Regions from separate parts of the Pan troglodytes genome. Here region 2 is linked to region 1. A link is a contact called in public Hi-C data. All regions are on one chromosome and are shown on one strand. The core of a region is the stretch at or near the end of the contact, and the rest is flanking DNA. Distances in the headings are between cores, read along the strand shown. Region 1 overlaps AOPEP (aminopeptidase O (putative)). Region 2 overlaps AOPEP (aminopeptidase O (putative)).

What was found. Hi-C and Micro-C count contacts between places; a contact is called where the count stands out from the background.
Region 2: a contact with region 1 is called in a Hi-C map of stem cell-derived neural progenitor cells, with 2.9 times the contacts expected there. The contact joins two enhancer-like sites. A contact is called at or near these places in 2 of 7 Hi-C or Micro-C datasets (blood and stem cell-derived neural progenitor cells).

Annotation. Positions count from the first base shown.
Region 1 is chr11:43,587,674-43,590,721 of NHGRI_mPanTro3-v2.0_pri, reverse strand. All of the region lies in intron 5 of AOPEP (aminopeptidase O (putative)), which reads left to right. Among named protein-coding and RNA genes, the nearest start is that of MIR23B, 170 kb to the right of the region's middle. Within about 2 kb of position 1,466, at least 10 of the 24 cell types and tissues checked have an H3K27ac peak or open chromatin away from gene starts, as enhancers often do. A contact at or near this core is called in stem cell-derived neural progenitor cells, where this site is marked.
Region 2 is chr11:43,634,240-43,637,287 of NHGRI_mPanTro3-v2.0_pri, reverse strand. All of the region lies in intron 5 of AOPEP (aminopeptidase O (putative)), which reads left to right. Among named protein-coding and RNA genes, the nearest start is that of AOPEP, 140 kb to the left of the region's middle. Within about 2 kb of position 1,542, at least 9 of the 24 cell types and tissues checked have an H3K27ac peak or open chromatin away from gene starts, as enhancers often do. A contact at or near this core is called in stem cell-derived neural progenitor cells, where this site is marked.

The sequences.
Region 1 (3,048 bases), core at 217-2,716:
CTGCACTACCAGTCACTGCACCAGCCCCAGCAAGGTCTTGTCACTCCAGTGATATTGTTTCAAGAAAGGAAAAACCTCTCCAGTGTGTGCCAGTGTTCATTGTATTTTTTGTTACTTGCAGCTGAATACATTCCAAACAGACCCGGGTGCCTTTCAGATCACAAAAATGTAACCACCTAGGAATGGGGACATGGGCAGGCAGAATTCTTTAGAACGAAAGGAATTCCTGGGATCCTTGCCCACATTTTCACCACGGTGAACACATGCAAAGAATGATGAGTCAAGGGAACCATCCAGAGAAATGGGATTGAGCTGTAGATATCCAATAAACCTGATGCATTCCATTTGGGGAGAAGAAATAGAAGGCTCATAATTTTAAATGGAAAGGTTAGTTAAAATCAGGAGACTTTGGAGAGACTTTTATTTGTTTATTTTTGTTTCTGGTGAGGTTTATTACCTTTCAGAGGGACATGCTGTTAAGTTGAATACCTCTGAGAACGACCATCTGTCACATATTTTCCAGGACCACCCTGGGAAATAAGAAGCATATTGTCTCCTTATCTCGACAAGCGTGCCATGGTGGTCTATCCATGGAGTCATAATTTGAGATTAGGAAATATGCTGTTATTCTTAAAAGCTCAATTATTTATGAATCCCCAATAGCCAGGTGATCCCTTATACTTAGTGGCATTTATTGATGCAGATGAGTACTTTGAAAAATTAAGAGAGACATTTACTTTTTAAGCTACCACTAAGACGGTCTCTGACCGGATAAAGATAACTTGAGCAGGCGAATTTGTTTAACAAAGGTGGTGACATATATTGTGGCAGCTGAATGCCCCCTTACAGCCAAGGGAGAACAATCAGTGAATTCATTCGTTTAATTCATGAATTTTCCTTCTATTTACACTTTAAACAAACATGCCAGTTGTTTGCTTAGTTAACAAGCTCTGCCTTCATTATACGCCATTAGTGGCTAATAATAATTGAAACTGTGTTTGGATTTCACAAATACAATAAACCCAATTAATTTCACCCTTAGTAATATGGAATTTGTCTGATCAACCTGAGCTAGGCAGAAGTTTGTGTCTTTGCCCTTTGCATGAAGGGTTTGCTAAATCATCTTATAGCCATAAATAGGAATTCTTCATAAGAAAAACTAAACAAAACAGCTTAAATCCTAATGCTTCTAAGGGGCCAGGCAGCAATATAAATTAGTGAATGGGTTGGATAGAGCATCCTCTAAGAAACACTTGGTCTACTTTTGATGGAGACATGGATATAAGAAATATTTCACTTTTTAATCCTGTGATAAGAAGGAAAAATCCACACACATGATTATAAATGACAAGGAGGCTCAGCCAATGGCAGGGAGACAGGAGGGAGAAGTTGGGACCACAGCAAACTGGAGAGCCCAAGCCCTGTCTGAAAGGACCAGCTCCGATTCAGCTGCAGTTACTACATAAGAATGCAGGCCTGTGATGAGGGACTCCCAAGCAGGTTTTGCCTGCTTCTCGGATTTCACCAGGGTGAATCATAACAGGGACCTGATAAATTCCTATCTTTGAAATGCTCTGTAATGCTTATTATCGTTCTTAGGAAATGATAAAATATTGCCCTTTGGCATTAGACGTGTGTGTGTGTGTGTGTGTGTATGTACAGGATAAATATGTGCCCACTTCTAAAAAAGACCTGGGCCTAGTGTGGCCACATCTTTCAAATTTTTAATGTAATGTCAAAATCTGGATTTCTGGATAAAATCTTCCCATTTATAAACTTTGGCAATGAGTTTTTGCTACTTAAGCTGATGCTGTGCAGCCACCACAGTGCAGATCAGCAGCTCTCAATGTGGTCTCTGGACCAGCCACATTAGCATTACCCGGGAACTTCACAGAAATACAGGTTCCTAGGCCCTACCCAGGCCTACTGAAACAAACTCTGTTGGGGTGAGGCCCAGAGATCTGTTTTAACAAGCCTTTCAGGTAGGGCTGCCAGCTTTTAGCAAATATTTCATGGAACATACACCAAAAAATTATTCGTTGTTTATCTGAAATTCAAATTTGACTGCGTGTGCTGCTTTCTTATCTAGCGGACCTACCTCCCGGTGCTTCTGATACCCGCTGGTGTTGATCAAGCAAAACGTGTATGAGCCAGGCTGCTTGTGTTTGAATCTGCTTTGACACATATTAACTCTGGGATTTTAGGCAAGTGACATAATTTCTGTGTGGCTTGGTTTACTTACATGTAAAATAGGCACGATAATAATTTCTTCCTCATGGAGTGGTTGCTGGAATTGAATGAGTTAACGAACATAAAATACTTAGAACTTTGCCTGGGAGAAAATAAACAATGTATGTGTTTAGTATCATCATTTTATTTTTTCTTTTCTTTCTGCTCTAATCATCACCGCTCCTGCCACCACGCAGCCATCAGGGAATATGAGAACTCATCTTCCTTCAATTCTTTTTTCCTGGATCTAACTTTGATTTAGCAGAATTGATTCTAACGTGCTATTCCCCAAGGCCACTCTGTTGCTTGTTCCTACCCAGAGTTACCCTTCCTTTGAAATCTGGTTGACAGTATGGCGGTCTGGCAGGGAACCCATTCTTGCCTCCACCCCGACGTCCTGCTGCCTGACCAGAGTTACCCTTGCTTTGAAATCTAGTTGACAGTGTGGTGGTCTGGCAGGGAACCCACACTTGCCTCCACCCCAACGTCCTGCTGCCTGAACTCTGTCAGCCGGCAGTGCCTCTGTTGCGCTCAGGCCTCTTGTTGTACAGACCAGCCTTGCTACTTCGTGTCTGCTTTCACCAGCCCAGCAGGGCAAGTCAACAGCTTCCTGACCCTACCTTGGATTTTCAGATTTGCAGAGGGCCTGACTGGGGCTTGGCTTCTTGCTGTCAGTTGGGGAAACAATGAATGCCTTCCTCACCAGTTGAATTCTGAGTACACTTTGGGAAATCCCCACAACTTTTTCCAGACAAGGAACATGGGAAGATTTGATTTGTGGACCCAAAGAGTGTATTTCAAAGCAAAGCAGTCACCAAA
Region 2 (3,048 bases), core at 293-2,792, 46 kb before region 1:
CAAACATTTCCAACCGCAAATTATACTTGATAATAACCACCTTGATAGCAGAAAGCAGCAGACCCCTGTTCCATGACATGATCTAGAGGAAGGTAACAGGTCTTTGGCATTTTAACTCAGATTTGCTACATTTACAGAGATGAGGGCCATTGCCAATGGCATCATTGTGAAAATTAGAAACTATTAATTTACGTACAGAAATTCTCCGAACACAAAAGTCTTTATTCTCTTTTTCCATGTAACCAGACCGTAGCAAGGAGTCACTGACTGGGAAGCAGGAGTCGGCCTGAAGCCAGGAGGGCCGAGCACACAAAGAGCCATGTGGCTCAAGGGGGAAATGGACATGCGTGCCCTTTTCAAGTTTCTGAAATCAGTGTATTTCTGAAGAATCATTTAAATAAGCTCACCAGCGTGTTTTATTTTGTGAAATGTGGGGCATGCCGGTTATGAAATGGGAACTCTGAAATGTGATACATCCATCTTAACCAGCTCAGGGTTTATTCAATTCTTCCAGCCCTAATCCTATTAACTCTCATGCACAAAGGAAATACAGGACTCCTCTCTGATGATTCTATCCAGGCCTCCTGGCATTTGGAAACCAAACTTTAAATTTTACAAATGATGTCTACTAGTTCATTAAAAACTAATCATAATAATGTTTTTAATAAACTAATAGGCTTTACATGTAAAATCTAAAATTTGAAGGTAGCTTCAAGCATCAAGGAAGCTACCTTTCAAAATTTTAGATTGTTTACTTTAAGAAAAGGCATTAGAAGAGATTGATGATTTCAATCAGTATATAGAATTGGAGGATTTTTAAAAAAACAATTTATTTGAATATGGAAATTTTTGGTGTGAAGTACATCAAATATAAGTCTTTTTCAAACCAAATCTTTGGTTTTACAAATAAAGCTTATTGGTTGATTAAAAATACAGCCAGCATCAATGTAACCAGTGTTCAAATTGGATTTTTTAGACTGTTTACTTAAGGGATTTTGAAGAGTTTGGTGACTCATAATCAGTTTATAAAATGTGAGGATTTTTTAATAGCAGCCTTATTTAAAATAAGTCAAAATGTTGGTGTGAAATGCATGAAACTTATTTCTGGCTGTATGTCATTTGGACATAAATCTAACCCAGCAAAATTCCAAGATCTAATTATGATGCTATGGGAAGCTAATCTCATTGCAGTGAAGATGAGCTAATGACACATTAGTCCATATTGTATTATATACTTTTCAGTCTGCTGCCTGCTATTTTGATTAAATTTACTTCCTACCATTCAGATTTGAAACAGCAAAGCCTTTCTGTTATTACCTATCAAGTTTATAAAGCCTTTCTCTGAAATTTTGAAGTGTTTTAGATTTCCATCACTTACAAAATTTTATACAATGCTTAATGTAAAATCACAGAAGATTTGCATTTATCCCCTTTCTGTTTAGAAGTACTTGCTATTTCCAGGTACCAGGCTGTAGTCAGCACGGCCCACTCTCGGCCGAGGTGGCCTGGAATGTCTAGTCATTTCAGTTTACATAACAGTTTCTCTGGCCTGTTTGCTTTCAGAGGTCACTTCAGTGTCAGCCTCAGCAGTCCACGTATAAGTCTGCCTGTTCCACATGATTCACAGAGGGAAAGAAAATACTGTATCTGAGGCATTCTTCCTACTTTGCGTAGCCCATATTATTTGAATGTACATTAAAACAGTGATAACATTCACCTCATACACTGAAGAGTAGATTTGTTTTTCTTTCTGATTTCTTATTCTGTCAGACTCTTTTCCTGACTGGAAGACACCTAGTTTTCTAGCCAGGATAGCTGAATGCTCCCTTTGCAAACACCTTGGCCTGAAGTTAGAATGAAACTGTGGTCAGCACCCCTTATCATTCTTCAGAAAGTCTTCCCAGCCCTGATAGGATCTGTTCTGATTCGGAATATCAGGGAACATTTCTTGGTGAATAAACCTGGCTTCTTATATACTGGTGCAGTCACTTCCCTGTAACGAGGTAATTTAAGCCAGTTGCCTTTCATTTCAACCATGTCAAAGTATCAAATAAAGCTATAACTTCAGACCAGCCAGGAAAATGAGAGGCCGGACAGAGTAACATGTTTATAATATAAATCCTTCCTGTTTTCTCAACCCATGCTCCCCTGGCTGTTTTCCATTCTGACAGAACACTCTGGAGATTTGCCTACAGACAGTGACCACCAATTTAAAGATTTGTTGATGACTAAGAAAAATTCCAAAGCTGCAAATGAACGAATCCAATGCTGACTAAAACAACTGACCAAAATTACTAATTCCTAGGCTGCTTTAGCACGAATGGTCATAACAACTGGGATAGCAGGCCTGTGTCACTCATTCCCTAGTAAAGCAGCTTGGAGGCCACAGGTGACTTCCTCTTCTTTCCAGACTGAGATGTACCAGAAATAGTGCAGTTCACCAGTTTGGGGAAGGCAGTTGTCTGGGAGTAACCATACCTGCAAATCACTTGATCTGAAGGACTGTGCTTGCTGACTTGAGAACATCTATTTTCTTCAATTTTAGATGTAACACGGCTACCTTGTACTCACTTTGAGTCTCACCGAATTCCCGTGCATTGAGGGTCCACTGGAATTCTTTGTTCATGGGCATTTTGACTGCTAGTATGGATGAGGTGGTGAGAAATGGTGGCAGACACACATAATTTGTGTGTCCCATATTTTCATTTTGCACCAAGCTTCTTTGCTCCCATGCATGCTCCATTGCTGCATCAGATTTCACTTACAAAGTGTAGGTCCAAAGATAACATTAACAGGAGTTTCAAGACAGTGACAGCAGATCATTAAACCAAGTGTGGGATGAGTGGGGCCTTGTGACTACACAGGCCAATGCAGTGGAAGCTCCCTATGTTACCTTCCCTGATTTCATTCCTTTCTCTGCCCCTCTCCCAGCAACCACTATAATTTTCTATTCTCATGTGTATCTTTATTATTTTACTTCATGTGTATTCGGAATGTATTTAGTATTGCTTGCCATATTTTAAAACTTAATGTGGACAGTGTCATTAG